2 separate regions of the Ornithorhynchus anatinus genome follow, and region 2 is linked to region 1. The links are chromatin contacts, called in public Hi-C maps. All regions are on one chromosome and are shown on one strand. The core of a region is the stretch at or near the end of the contact, and the rest is flanking DNA. Distances in the headings are between cores, read along the strand shown.

Region 1 (5,826 bases), core at 2,403-4,902:
GGGTTTCTTGCCCAAATGCTTGTTCTATTTCTAGCTCGTGACAGAACACCATGCCAGTGTCTGACGACAACGGGAACTAGCTGAGCAAAGCCCCGAGGGGAACACCCCAGCTGGGGCCCAGCAGGGTCCTGGGGCACTGGGCAACAGTGGAGGGATGGGGTGCCTGATGTCCTGGAGAGGGACTGGTGTGTGTGTGCTGGGGACCTGGCTGGCTGGAGAAGGATGGAGGGGACATCATGGCATATAGAATAGGAAGTCTGTGAGCTGGGCAGGGAATCAAGGGGCAGGTAGGGGTCCGAGGTGAGGGAGAACTGCAAAGCAGCTGGGGAGAGGGGGCGAGACCTCAGGGAGAGACCCAAACCAGGAGGCCAGAGGGCTCTAAGCTGGTCGAAACCCAGAGGCTGGAGCCATGCAGCAGGGGGTAGGCAGAGCCATCCAGGACAGAGGAAAGGGCAGGGATGGGGCAGGGCTGGGAGACTGCTGGTTACAGGGGCTGGGGTGGGGGGTGGGTGGGGGAATTGGATCAGCAGACAATCAGAGTGGGGATGTAGGGAGGCAGGAGACCGCAGCGACCAGGGCGGCTGCAGCAGGGGCTGAGGGGATTGCAATGGCACAGAAGAGGGGGAGGGAGGAGGAGGAAGCCTGAGGAGTGACTCAGCCTGTACAGATAACTGAGCCAGCTAGGGGCCAGGCTGGGGAAGACTGTGAGGCAGAGAGCAGGGGTTGGGGGGAGCAGGAGGGCTTACAGGGAGGTTGGGGGGAGTACTGAGGAGAATAGGCCAGGTGGAGGAGCCTGGGGAACCGGAGGGTTGGCAGGGAGGTTCAGGGGAATGCTGAGGAGGAAAGTCCTGCTGGTGAGGCTAGGGCCTCTTGTAGATCCCAGAATTGGGCCTCACACTAAGGGGGCATCAGGTCACTCTGCAGAAATCTCAGTAGGAATTTGGATTCCTCCTCACTACAATTTTAACTGGGGTGAGGACTAGGACTCCTGGGAAAATGGCCACCAAGGAACCCCTAGGCCAGAACTGTTGGCTCCAGGATCTGAGGGGCCATTATGTAGTGATGACCAGGCCAGGTCTATAGCACTGGCTTTGAGTTCAGCAGTGGGGGTGGAGGTGGGGGAAGAGAGAGAGAGAGTTTATGTGTGTACCTCATGACTTCTCTAGCAGACTAAAAGCCCTTCCAGGATAGGGAATTTATGGTTCAGCATCTTCCCTCTCCCAACTATTGATGCCTAATAATAATAGTATTTGTTAAATGCTCACTACTTGCAAAGCACTATACTAAGCTCTGGGGTCGATACAATAAAATCAAATGCAGTCCCTGTCTCACACAAGACTCAAAATCTAAGTAAGAGAGAGAGAGCAGATATTGAATTCCTATTTTATAGATGAAGAAGCTGAGACACAGAGAAGTTAAATGACTCGCCCAAGGCAACACAGCCTGCAAGTGGCAGAGTGGGATTAGAACTCAAGCCCTCTGGGTCCCAGCCCTGTGCTCTATCCACTAGACTGTTATTTCAGCAGTGGCCATCAGCTCAGTCTCCAGTTCCAACTGCAGCAGGAAGGAGTGAGGTTAGTTCTCAGGAGGATTTCCCAGACCCTGGGGAGAAGTGGAAGGAGGTGTTCACTCTGGAGACTTTGCAGGAAAGGCTGGATGTTTAGGACCTATTTCCTGGCCAAAGCAGGGGAATGGATTCTATGGTTTTTCCAGCCTCCTGTGAATGGCTGAGGGGCAAGGACTGCAGGCCCAGGCTGGCCAGTGTCCCTGCTGAACCTCCCTGAGAAGTGAAGGTCCCAGTGAGGTTATGAGGCCTGTGGGCCCACAGCCAAGGCTCAAAAATCAGTAACCAATGTTGATGTGGGGAGAGGGAGCTAAACAACCAGGTCTTCAGTGCAAATATGATAGGGAGCCAGCCACCGCGCAACCGTTGGGGACCAGGCTTGTCCTGGGACCCTGCCCAGTTCCAGACCAGCCCTTGGCCTGAACCTTGACCCTGTGCCCAGTCCTAGCCCCCTGCCTAAATCCCAAACCAGCCCCTGCCCTCAACCTAGCACCAGCCAGCAGTGCCCTGTTTAACTCTCAGCCCCCAGCCTAGCTCCTAGACCCTGCACTGAACCTAGCTCTGGCCTCTGATCCCGTGCCTAACTCCCAGCCCAGCCGCTGGCCTCTTCTTATCCCTGGCCCCCAGTCCCTTGTCCCTGCCTAGGCCCAGCCCAGTCCCCTGCCTAACTCCCAGCCCACCCCTGCCCTCAACCTAACCCCAGCCAGCAACCTCCTGCCCAGCCCCTAGACCCTGCCCTGAATCTAGTCCTGGCTTCTGACCGCATGCCTAACTCCCAGCCAACCCACTGCTCTCAACCTAGCCCTGGCCCCCAGCCCCCAGCCCTTGCCTTTACTAGTCTAACCCCCTGCTTAGCTCCTAGCCCAGCCTCTGCCCTCAACCTAGCCCCAGCCGGTGGCCTCGCATGGCTTAGTAGAAAGAGCATGGGTTTAGGAGTCAGAGGTCATGGGTTCTAATCCCGGCTCTGCTGCATCAGCTGTGTGACTTTGGGCAAGTCATTTAACTTCTGGATGTCTCAGTTACCTCATCTGTAAAATGGAGATTCAGACTGTGAGCCCCACGTGGGACCTGATTAGCTTGTATCTACCCTGGCATTTAGAACAGTGCCCGGCACCTAGTAAGCGCTTAACAAATACCAAAATTATTATTACTATTAATCTCCCAGCCCAGTCCCTGCCTATCTGTGGCCTCTGACCCTCTGCCTAACTTCCAGCACGGCCCCTGTCCTCAACCTAGCTTCAGCCCCCAGTCCTTGCCTAGGCCCAGTCCAGCCCCCTCCCTAGCTCCAGGCCCACCCCTGCCTCCAACCCCTTGCCTAACTCCCAGCCCAGCTCCTGCCCTCCACCTAGCCCCAGCCACCAGCCCCTTGCCTAACTCTCAGCCCAGCTCCTGCCCTCCACCTAGCCCCAGCCACCAGCCCCTTGCCTAACTCTCAGCCCAGCCGCTGCCCCAAGCTTAGTTTACACCCTATGCTGAACCTGGCTCCGGTTCAGGGCAGGGTCTAGGGGCTGGGTACCAAGGCCTGTGTTGGGACTTAGTTAGGGGGCCGTTGGTTGGGTCAACAGAGACCCAGCTCTTGCCCCAGCCTCCCGTCTAGTTCCTAGACCTTGCCTGGACCTAGCCCCGTCCTCTGACCCCTACCTAACTCCCAGCTCAGCCCTAGCCCTCACCTAGCCCCAGCCCCCAGCCCCCAGTCTTTCTCTAGGCCCAGCCCAGCCCCCCAGCCCCCTGTCTGGCTCCCAGCCCCAGCCCCGATTCCTGGAAAAGCTGGGCTGTTTGCACAGGAACCAGGTGTCCTAACCCCGTCTGTCCCCCGCCCCTTCTCTCCCCCCTTGCCTTTCAGCTCCTTCCGGAGCCAGGGAAGTCTCCCCACCCCCAGCCCCGTCCCCGCCGCCGCTCTCATTTCCTGCCAATCCCTGGCCCCTCCAGCTCGAAAGTCTGGCTCGACCCTTCCTGTGGGCGTGTGGCTGGGGGCGGGCGCTCCGCAGCTTCCCCAGCTGGGGGGGAATCCAACGCTGTAATTTCGCTAGATCAAAGGGGCTTAATTGAACGGCACTAGGAGCTCCAGGCTTTCTCACCGGGAGAGCAGCCCCCGCCTCTTCCTGGCCTCGGCCGGGGCCGAAACCCCCCCCCCCCGCCCCCGCCGGACTCCCCGAAGCCCGTCCCTGCGCCCAGGACGCCCCCTCGTGGTGACGGGCTGAATAGCCACTCTCCGCCCCCCGCCAGGGGGCGCTGCCACGGCGGCCTCGGACCCTCTTGGCGGGGTAAATGATGACATTTGTTAAGCGCTTACTCTGGGCAAAGCACTGTTCTGAGCGCTGGGAGGGATACATGGTCATCAGCTTGTCTCACGTGGGGCTCACAGTCTTAATCCTCGCGGCCTCGGACCCTCTTTGGGGGGGGGTAAATAATAATGGCATTTGTTAAACGCTTATTTTGGGCAAAGCACTGTTCTAAGCGCTGGGAGGGATACAAGGTCATCAGGTTGTCTCACGTGGGGCTCACAGTCTTAATCCCCGCGGCCTCGGACCCTCTTTGGGGGCGGGCAAATAATGATGGCAATTGTTAAGCGCTTACTCTGTGCAAAGCACTGTTCTAAGCGCTGGGGGGTGGTTACAAGGTGAGCAGGTTGTCTCACGTGGGGCGCACAGTCTTAATCCCCGCTTTCTCGGGCCCTCTTTCGAGGGGCGAAATAATGATGGCAATTGTTAAGCCCTTACTCTGTGCAAAGCACTGTTCTAAGCGCTGGAGGGGGTACAAGGTGATCAGGTTGTCTCACGTAGGGCTCACAGTCTTAATCCCCATTTTAATAATAATAGTAATAATAATGGTGGTATTTATTAAGCACTTGCTATGTGCAAAGCACTGTTCTAAGTGCCCCGGGGGGAGATACAAGGTGAGCAGATTGTCTCATGTGGGGTTCACAGTCTTAATCCCCATTTTACAGATGAAGTAACTGAGGCTCAGGGAAATGAAGTTACTTGCCCAAAGTCACACAGCTGACAAGTGGCGGAGCTGGGATTAGAACCCATATCCTCTGACTCCCAAGCCCATGCTCTTTCCACTGAGCCACGCTGCTTCTCCAAGAAGAGAGGCGAGGGAGAGACGAAGGGGAGATGAGGGTGTGGGGAGGGCCGGGAAAAGCTCAGAACCTCCTTGGGGGCCTGTTGGAGCTACTGCCAGGGTCTCTGTGGGGTGCTTAGCATGTCGTGATCACTCAGTCCCATTCCAGTCCAGCCACGTGCACACTCCCACTCTCTCTGTGGTACTAAAACTCACCCCCGTGCATAGGTCCGCATGATGTGTGAAGCAGCATTGCATAGTGGATAGAGCACAGGCCTGGGAGTCAGAAGGTCATGGGTTCTAATCTCACTCCATTACTTAATAATAATAATAATGGCATTTGTTAAGTGCTTACTATGTGCCAAGCACTGTACTAAGCACTGGAGGGGATACAAGGTGATCAGGTTGTCCCACGTGGGGCTCACAATCTTGATCCCCATTTTACAGATGAGGTAACTGAGGCATAGAGACGTTAAGTGACTTGCCCAAAATCACACAGCTGACAAGTGGTGGAGCTGGGATAATAATAATATTGGCGGTATTTGTTAAGCGCTTACTATGTGCCAAGATACAAAGTAATCAGGTTGTCCCACGTGGGACTCACAGTGTTATCCCCATTTTACAGATGAGGGAACTGAGGCACAGAGAAGTTAAGTGACTTGCCCAAGGTCACACAGCTGACAAGTGGCAGAGCCGGGATTAGAATTTATGACCGCTGACTCCCAAGCCTGTGCTCTTTCCAATGAGCCATGCTACTTGTCTGTTGTGTGGTCTTGGGCAAGTCACTTCACTTCTCTGTGCCTCAGTTACCTCATCTGTATAATGAGGATTGAGACTGTGAGCCCCACATGGGACCGGGACTGTGTCCAACGTCATTTGCTTTATGGAAGCAGCGTGGCACAGTGGAAAGAGCACGGGCTTTGGAGTCAGGGCTCATGAGTTCAAATCCCAGCTCTGCCACTTGTCAGCTGTGTGACTGTGGGCAAGTCACTTAACTTCTCTGTGCCTCAGTTCCCTCATCTGTAAAATGGGGATTAAGACTGTGAGCCCCACGTGGGACAACCTGATTCCCCTGTGTCTACCCCAGTGCTTAGAACAGTGCTCTGCACATAGGAAGCGCTTAACAAATGCCAACATTATTATTATTATTTTAACCACTCCAGCGCTTAGTAGAGTTCCTGGCACCTAGTAAAGGCTTA
Region 2 (5,826 bases), core at 836-3,335, 55 kb before region 1:
TCGGAGATCGCCGTCCCTCGAGACCTCTAAGGAAGGAGCACAGGCTCCCTCTTTCCCAGGGCGGGATCATCAGGTCTGGGAGTCCCAAGGACCTGGGTTCTAATCCTGGTTCTGTCCCTGGTCTCCTGTGTGACCTTGAACAAGTCACTTCTCTGAGCCTCAGTTCCCTCATCTGTACAATGAAGATTGAAACCCATATGGGTCAGGGGCTGTGTCCCAACTAGATTCTCTGGTATCCACCCCACTCTCCGGGGGGGGGGGGGGGGGAGGCAGAGGGTTGATCCCCGGGACCTGGGGGTTCCACCCAGCGTGGGGCTTCAAGCACCAGGAGGAGCAAGCGCCCTCCCAAGAAGTCCCAGACTTCTTGGGAAGGCTTTTCCCCCTTACCTCATAAGGGGCTCCCCCCTCCCTCCCGGCCACAAAGTTGGCCTGTGGCGAACCCGAGATCGACAAGCCCGGTTCGGGCCCGACCCCTTCCAATCCGGTGCCGGGCGGAGGGGGCCACGGATAGGCCCCGGTGTGTGGTCGTCTGCGTCGGGTGCAGGGGTGGGGAGGGGTCCCCGGGGTCTGGGGCCCCGAGCATCCCTTTCCCACCCCCTTCCCCGACGCCGGGACTGCGGCCCCGCGTCTCGGTTTCCAGTCCGGACGGGGGCCAGGCCGCCGGCGCGGGCTGGTCGGGCTGCCGAAGGGGGCGGGGGAGCCGGAGGGCAGGAGGGGGCGGGGTTTTCCCATGGCCCGGCTCCGGGCCGGGTGCGCGGCCGCACGGCTGCCGGCGCGGGGCCCGGAGCGCTTCGGCACGTGCTCCCGGTGGATGAAGCGCCGGGCCGCAGCGCGCACGCGCGCCCGCCGCCGCCGCCGGGCCCCCGCCGCCCCGATGATTGACAGCTCAGCCCCCGCCGGCCAATCAGAGCGCGGCGCCCGGCGGTCCCGCGCCGCCGATTGGCCGCCCCGCCGGGCCCCGGCCCGAGCCGCCTCGCGTGCCGGCACAGCTGCTCGCCGCGGCCGGCGGGGGCGGCCCCGACCGCACCGGCCGCCCGAGGGCGGGGACCGAGGCCGCTCGCCCCGGGCTGGCGGCGGGACCCTCGGCGCCGCTCCCACCTCCACGGCTGGGAAACGGCGCCCGAACGGGGCCTGGCCCCGCGCTGCAGTCGTCAGCAGCTCAGGGGGGGAGACCCCGGGCTTGGGAGGCGGAGGTCGTGGGTTCAAATCATCCCCTGGTCGGCTGGGTGACGTGGGGCGAGTCACTTCTCCGAGCCTCGGCTTCCCTCGTCTGGAACACGGCGGGGGGGGGGGGGGGGAAAAGACTGAGCCCCACGTGGGACAAGCTGATCACCTTGTATCCCCCTCCCAGCTCTTAGAACAGTGCTTTGCACATAGTAAGCGCTTAACAAATGCCATGATTATTGTTGTGATGATGCAGCCCCCCACCCTGGGGACTCAAGACCTGATAGGCCGCCTGCGGGACCACCTCTGGCCTCTCTGCGGGGCCTCCACCAGACCTGCTCCCCGTGCACCCCGGCGCTCTAGAAACAGCATAAGGCGTCTTCTGCTGTCTCCAGAGGGCGAAAACCGGCACCGCGCGTGCCCAGGCCGCCCGGGCTGACTCTTCTTCCTCTCCCAAAGACCGGGCCCGGCGTGCGGCTCCCTCCCTGGCCCCTTGCCCGGCTCCCGCGGGGGGTCCCGCACCCCCGGCGGGAGGTCGGTCGGGATGGAGGAGGAGGGAGGTGGTTAGTGCCCTCTCTCTCTCTCTCTCTTTCCCTCCCACGCACATCCTCCCCCCTCCCGGCTCGCTCTCCCGAGGTGGCTGGCGCTCGGCCGTAGCGCCCGAGGACATGCTTTTGTTGCACGTTCCCGACCTCCGGCTGGGGGGGGGGGGGGAGGGAGGGAGGAGGGAGAGCAGCGCGTGACTGACAGGTCGCGGGGGCGGTGGCCAATCAGCGGCTCGGCCCGGGCCCCTGTGGGGTGAGCCCGGCGCCCATTGGCTGGCGCGAGTGTGGGAAAGAATGCCGAGAGGGTTTCACACGAATGGGCGGCGGCGGCGCGCACATAAATAAGGGCGGCGGCGGCGGCGGGGGCCCGAGTGCGGCGAGGAAAGGCCTGGGGGACGGGCTAACCGGGATAGAAGGCCTGGCAGCAAGGCGAGAGCGACGCTCAGTGATCCCCGACCTCGGGTCGTTCCCCCCCCCCCTTTGGAAAAGAGAAAAAAAAAATCCCCTAAAAGGACCCAGGACCACGCGCCTCCCTAAAAGACCGCCCCTGCTTTTCCCACGAGGGAAGCGCTTGATTTTTTTTTTTTCCCACGAGGGAAGCGTCTGATGCGCGACATGCCGGCCGATACCCTGGAGAAGCCCAGCGCCTCCCCGCTGGCTGGCGCCCCGGCCAGCTCCAGCCAGACGCCGGACAAGCCCAGGAGCGCCAGCGAGCATCGCAAGGTGGGGCGACGATGGAGGGGAAGGAGTGGATCGGGGAGGGGGGGAGGTCAGGGATCGGGGAGGGGGGAGGGGGCTGGGGACCACCTCCCCTTTTTTTCCTCTCTGATCCCCTTCTTCTGTCTTCCCCTCCTTTAGTCCTCAAAACCCATCATGGAGAAGAGGCGCCGCGCGCGCATCAACGAGAGCTTGGGGCAACTCAAGACGCTGATCCTGGACGCGCTGAAGAAGGATGTAAGTTGGGGTGTTGGAGGCCGAAGTGGGGGGCGAGGGCGACTAACGGGGTCGGGACCTTCCTCATCGGTCCTCCTTCCTCCCCCTCTCCCGCAGAGCTCCCGCCACTCGAAGCTGGAGAAGGCTGATATCCTGGAAATGACCGTCAAACACCTGCGGAGCCTTCAGCGGGCCCAGATGACAGGTGAGCGGGCGTGGGTCACTCAGGGGGCGAGGGTCACTCACGGGGAAGCGTGTCCCCTCGTCCGGTCCGGCGGCTCGATGACCCCTCCAAGTAACCCTCCCTCCACCCCCTATTTCCCCGCAGCAGCTCTCAGCGCTGACCCCTCGGTCCTCGGAAAATACCGCGCCGGATTCAACGAGTGCATGAACGAGGTGACCCGTTTCCTGTCCACCTGCGAGGGCGTCAGCTCGGACGTCCGTTCGCGGCTCCTGAGCCATCTGGCAGCCTGCCTGGGTCAGCTCGTACCTCTGTCCTACCCGCCGCCGCCCTCCGGCCCGCCGCCCACCCACCTGGCCCCTCCGCCGTCCCTGCCCGTCCAGCTGTCCGGTCCTGCAGCCGCCGGCTCCGGCCCCTGCAAGATGGCCCCGGCCGAGGCCCTGTCCCCCAAACTCTACGGCGGCTTCCAGCTCGTCCCGGCCACCGACGGCCAATTCGCCTTCCTCATCCCCGGTCCGGCCTTCGCCTCCTCCCCCGCCGCCGGAGGTCCGGTCCTGCCGCTCTTTGCCAGCCCGTCGGGGCCCATCGGGGCCGGCGGGGGACCGGGGAGTGCGGGAGGGTCTCCCGCCGCCCCCTCCTCCCCGGTCCAGGGCCTCACGTCCTTCGGGGGCACCGGGAAACGGGCGCCCAGCCCGGGCCTGGACCGCAGCCAGTCCGTCTGGAGGCCTTGGTGACGCCTCCGGCCCCCAACTTCGGGACAAACTTTCTGGGGCGGGGGTGGGAGGGGGGGGGGGTGGGGAGGGAGGGAGAGAAACTTTTGCCAAAGGCGAAACGTGTTTCGTTCCGTTGTAGGGAACGCTTAGGACACTCTTTCTCGAGAGGATTTTATTTATTTCCAGATGCTGGAAAGTGAAGCTCTAGTTTTTGTTTTTTTTACAGGAAAATAAACGCCTTTATCCCAGGGGGAAAAGTCGATAGAGTGTATCCACGTCACCGTGTGGTGGCTCGCTGTGTCTCTTCTTTGTCGAGATTAAAAGAAACAACCAAACTGCGATCCAGCTAGTATAAATCAATTAAGAAACCGGCGCCGGGGGCTAAAGGGGGCTGGGGGGCGGGGAGATCAGGCCACGCTCCGCTCCACGTTTCCCCGTCTCCTTTCAGGACACCTTAGGTGATTTGGGGAGGGGGTGGAGTTCCCTGGGATGGGGCTCTATGTCACCTCGGTTTCCCGCCACCTTTCCTTGGGAAGGAGGGGGGAGGGGCTGTCTGTGGAGCGGGGACTGGGAAAGTGCCTGGAAGCTGCACACACACACACACACACACACCCCGCGTCAGGACGCCCAGCGCAGCCACTGGTCGTGCCTGGGCAAGGCCTTGCTCACAATAACGGCCGGGGAGAAAGGGTGGACCCTGGACCCGCCCCAGTTCCTGCAGGAAAGGCCATTCGGGGATGGGAGGGAAGCCTTCCCTCCCCCGCCCCTCCGGGCTGTTCCCTGGAAGAGGCGGGTGGATGACACCAGCCCGAGGGGACAAGGGCCGGGGCTCCGTTTGCTCTGCCTCCCTCCCCAGGGTGAGTTGATATCAGGTACCGGTGGGACAGTGTCCGCCAAGTTCGGACACGGGGACTGTCCAATCTTCTGGCTTTGGATCCTCAAGGCCCTGAGAGCCCAAGCAGAGTCCAAATTTGGGTCCCCTCAGTTTTACCGGGTTCTGGTCCAGGGAATTAAGGTCCTCTCCCCCTTGTAGCATCTGATAAGGCCCCGGTGCAGCGTCTGCCCCACACTATAAGGGTGAGTTCAAAGGTACCAGACCCTGGGGTCCTGGGCACAAACGGGGGTGGCAGTCCCTTTCCACCCAAACACACACACATCCTCGAGCCTAGGTTGAGAAGGTGGGAGAGGCTTGGAGCGGGGTCTTCTGCTTTTCTCCCTCGCCCTCCCATCCACTCACACTCCTCTGGCCTCAGACTGAGGCTGAAACTCTGTTTCCAGGGCTCAGTCTTAGGACCAGCTGTAAAATGGGGTTTAAGGCTATTCAGGTAGTCCAGAGGCGAGTGGGACCCCTAATAATAATAATAATGTTGGTATTTGTTAAGCGCTTTCTATGTGCCGAGCACTGTTCTAAGCGCTGGGGTAGATACAAAGTAATCAGGTTGTCCCACGTAAGACTCAATCCCCATTTTACAGATGAGTTAACTGAGGCACTGAGAAGTTAAGTGACTTGCCCAAAGTTGCACAGCTGGTAGGTGGCAGAACCGGAATTAGAACCCTTGACCTCTGACTCCTAAGCCCGTGCTCTTTCCACTGAGTCCCATTTGCCCTGAGGAGATGGGGGAAAAGCCTGGGAGGCGCTGGCCGGAAATTCCCCCCTTCTCCTCTCTCCAGCCCCCGCACCCACCCACCCCTCCCTTTATCTCCCGTCCAGGCCAGTTCCTGCTGTGGTTTCCTCCTCCTCATTCCCCAGCCAGTGACCAACTGCGGCGGCACGTGTGAGAAGCTGAGTGGGTGTCTGTGTCTATATGAACATGTGCCTTGATGTGTATCTGAGTGTGTTTGTGTGTGGGTTTGTGTGTGTGTGTGTGTGTGTGGGTTTCAGAGTGGGTTGAGGAGTTCTATCCAATACCCCCCTCCCCCTCCATCCCCCCCGCCTTAGTAGGGGCTGCCATAAGAACAGAAATACCCTCTAAACAGCTGCCCTGGCTTCCGCACCGCCAGCCTCTGCCTGGCACTTGTCAATCACGCTATATAATATGATGGCATTTGTTAAGCACTTACTATGTGCAAAGCACTGTTCTAAGCGCTGGGGCGGATACAAGGTGATCATGTTGTCCCACGTGGGGCTCACAGTCTTAATCCCCATTTTACAGATGAGGTAACTGAGGCGCAGAGAAGTTAAGTGACTTGCTCAGTCACAGAGTTGACAAGTGGCAGAGCCGGGGTTAGAACCCATGATCTCTGACTGCCAAGCCCATGCGCTTTCCGCTGAGCCACACTGCTTCCCACT

Evidence for each region. A called contact is a pair of places that touch in the nucleus more often than the background predicts.
Region 2: a Hi-C map of fibroblasts shows a contact between it and region 1, with 6 times the contacts expected there. The contact joins the promoter of HES4 here to the enhancer-like site in region 1. A contact is called at or near these places in 2 of 2 Hi-C or Micro-C datasets (fibroblasts and liver).

Annotation. Positions count from the first base shown.
Region 1 is chr5:55,809,402-55,815,227 of mOrnAna1.pri.v4, reverse strand. No RefSeq gene overlaps it. Among named protein-coding and RNA genes, the nearest start is that of PERM1, 12 kb to the right of the region's middle. Within about 2 kb of position 3,652, the one cell type or tissue checked has an H3K27ac peak away from gene starts, as active enhancers do. A contact at or near this core is called in fibroblasts, where this site is marked.
Region 2 is chr5:55,863,092-55,868,917 of mOrnAna1.pri.v4, reverse strand. HES4 (transcription factor HES-4) reads left to right here and starts at 2,085. Exons shown (of 4, transcript XM_029064515.1): 1 at 2,085-2,432; 2 at 2,568-2,663; 3 at 2,760-2,847; 4 at 2,974-3,877. The coding sequence starts at 2,316. The coding sequence ends at 3,557.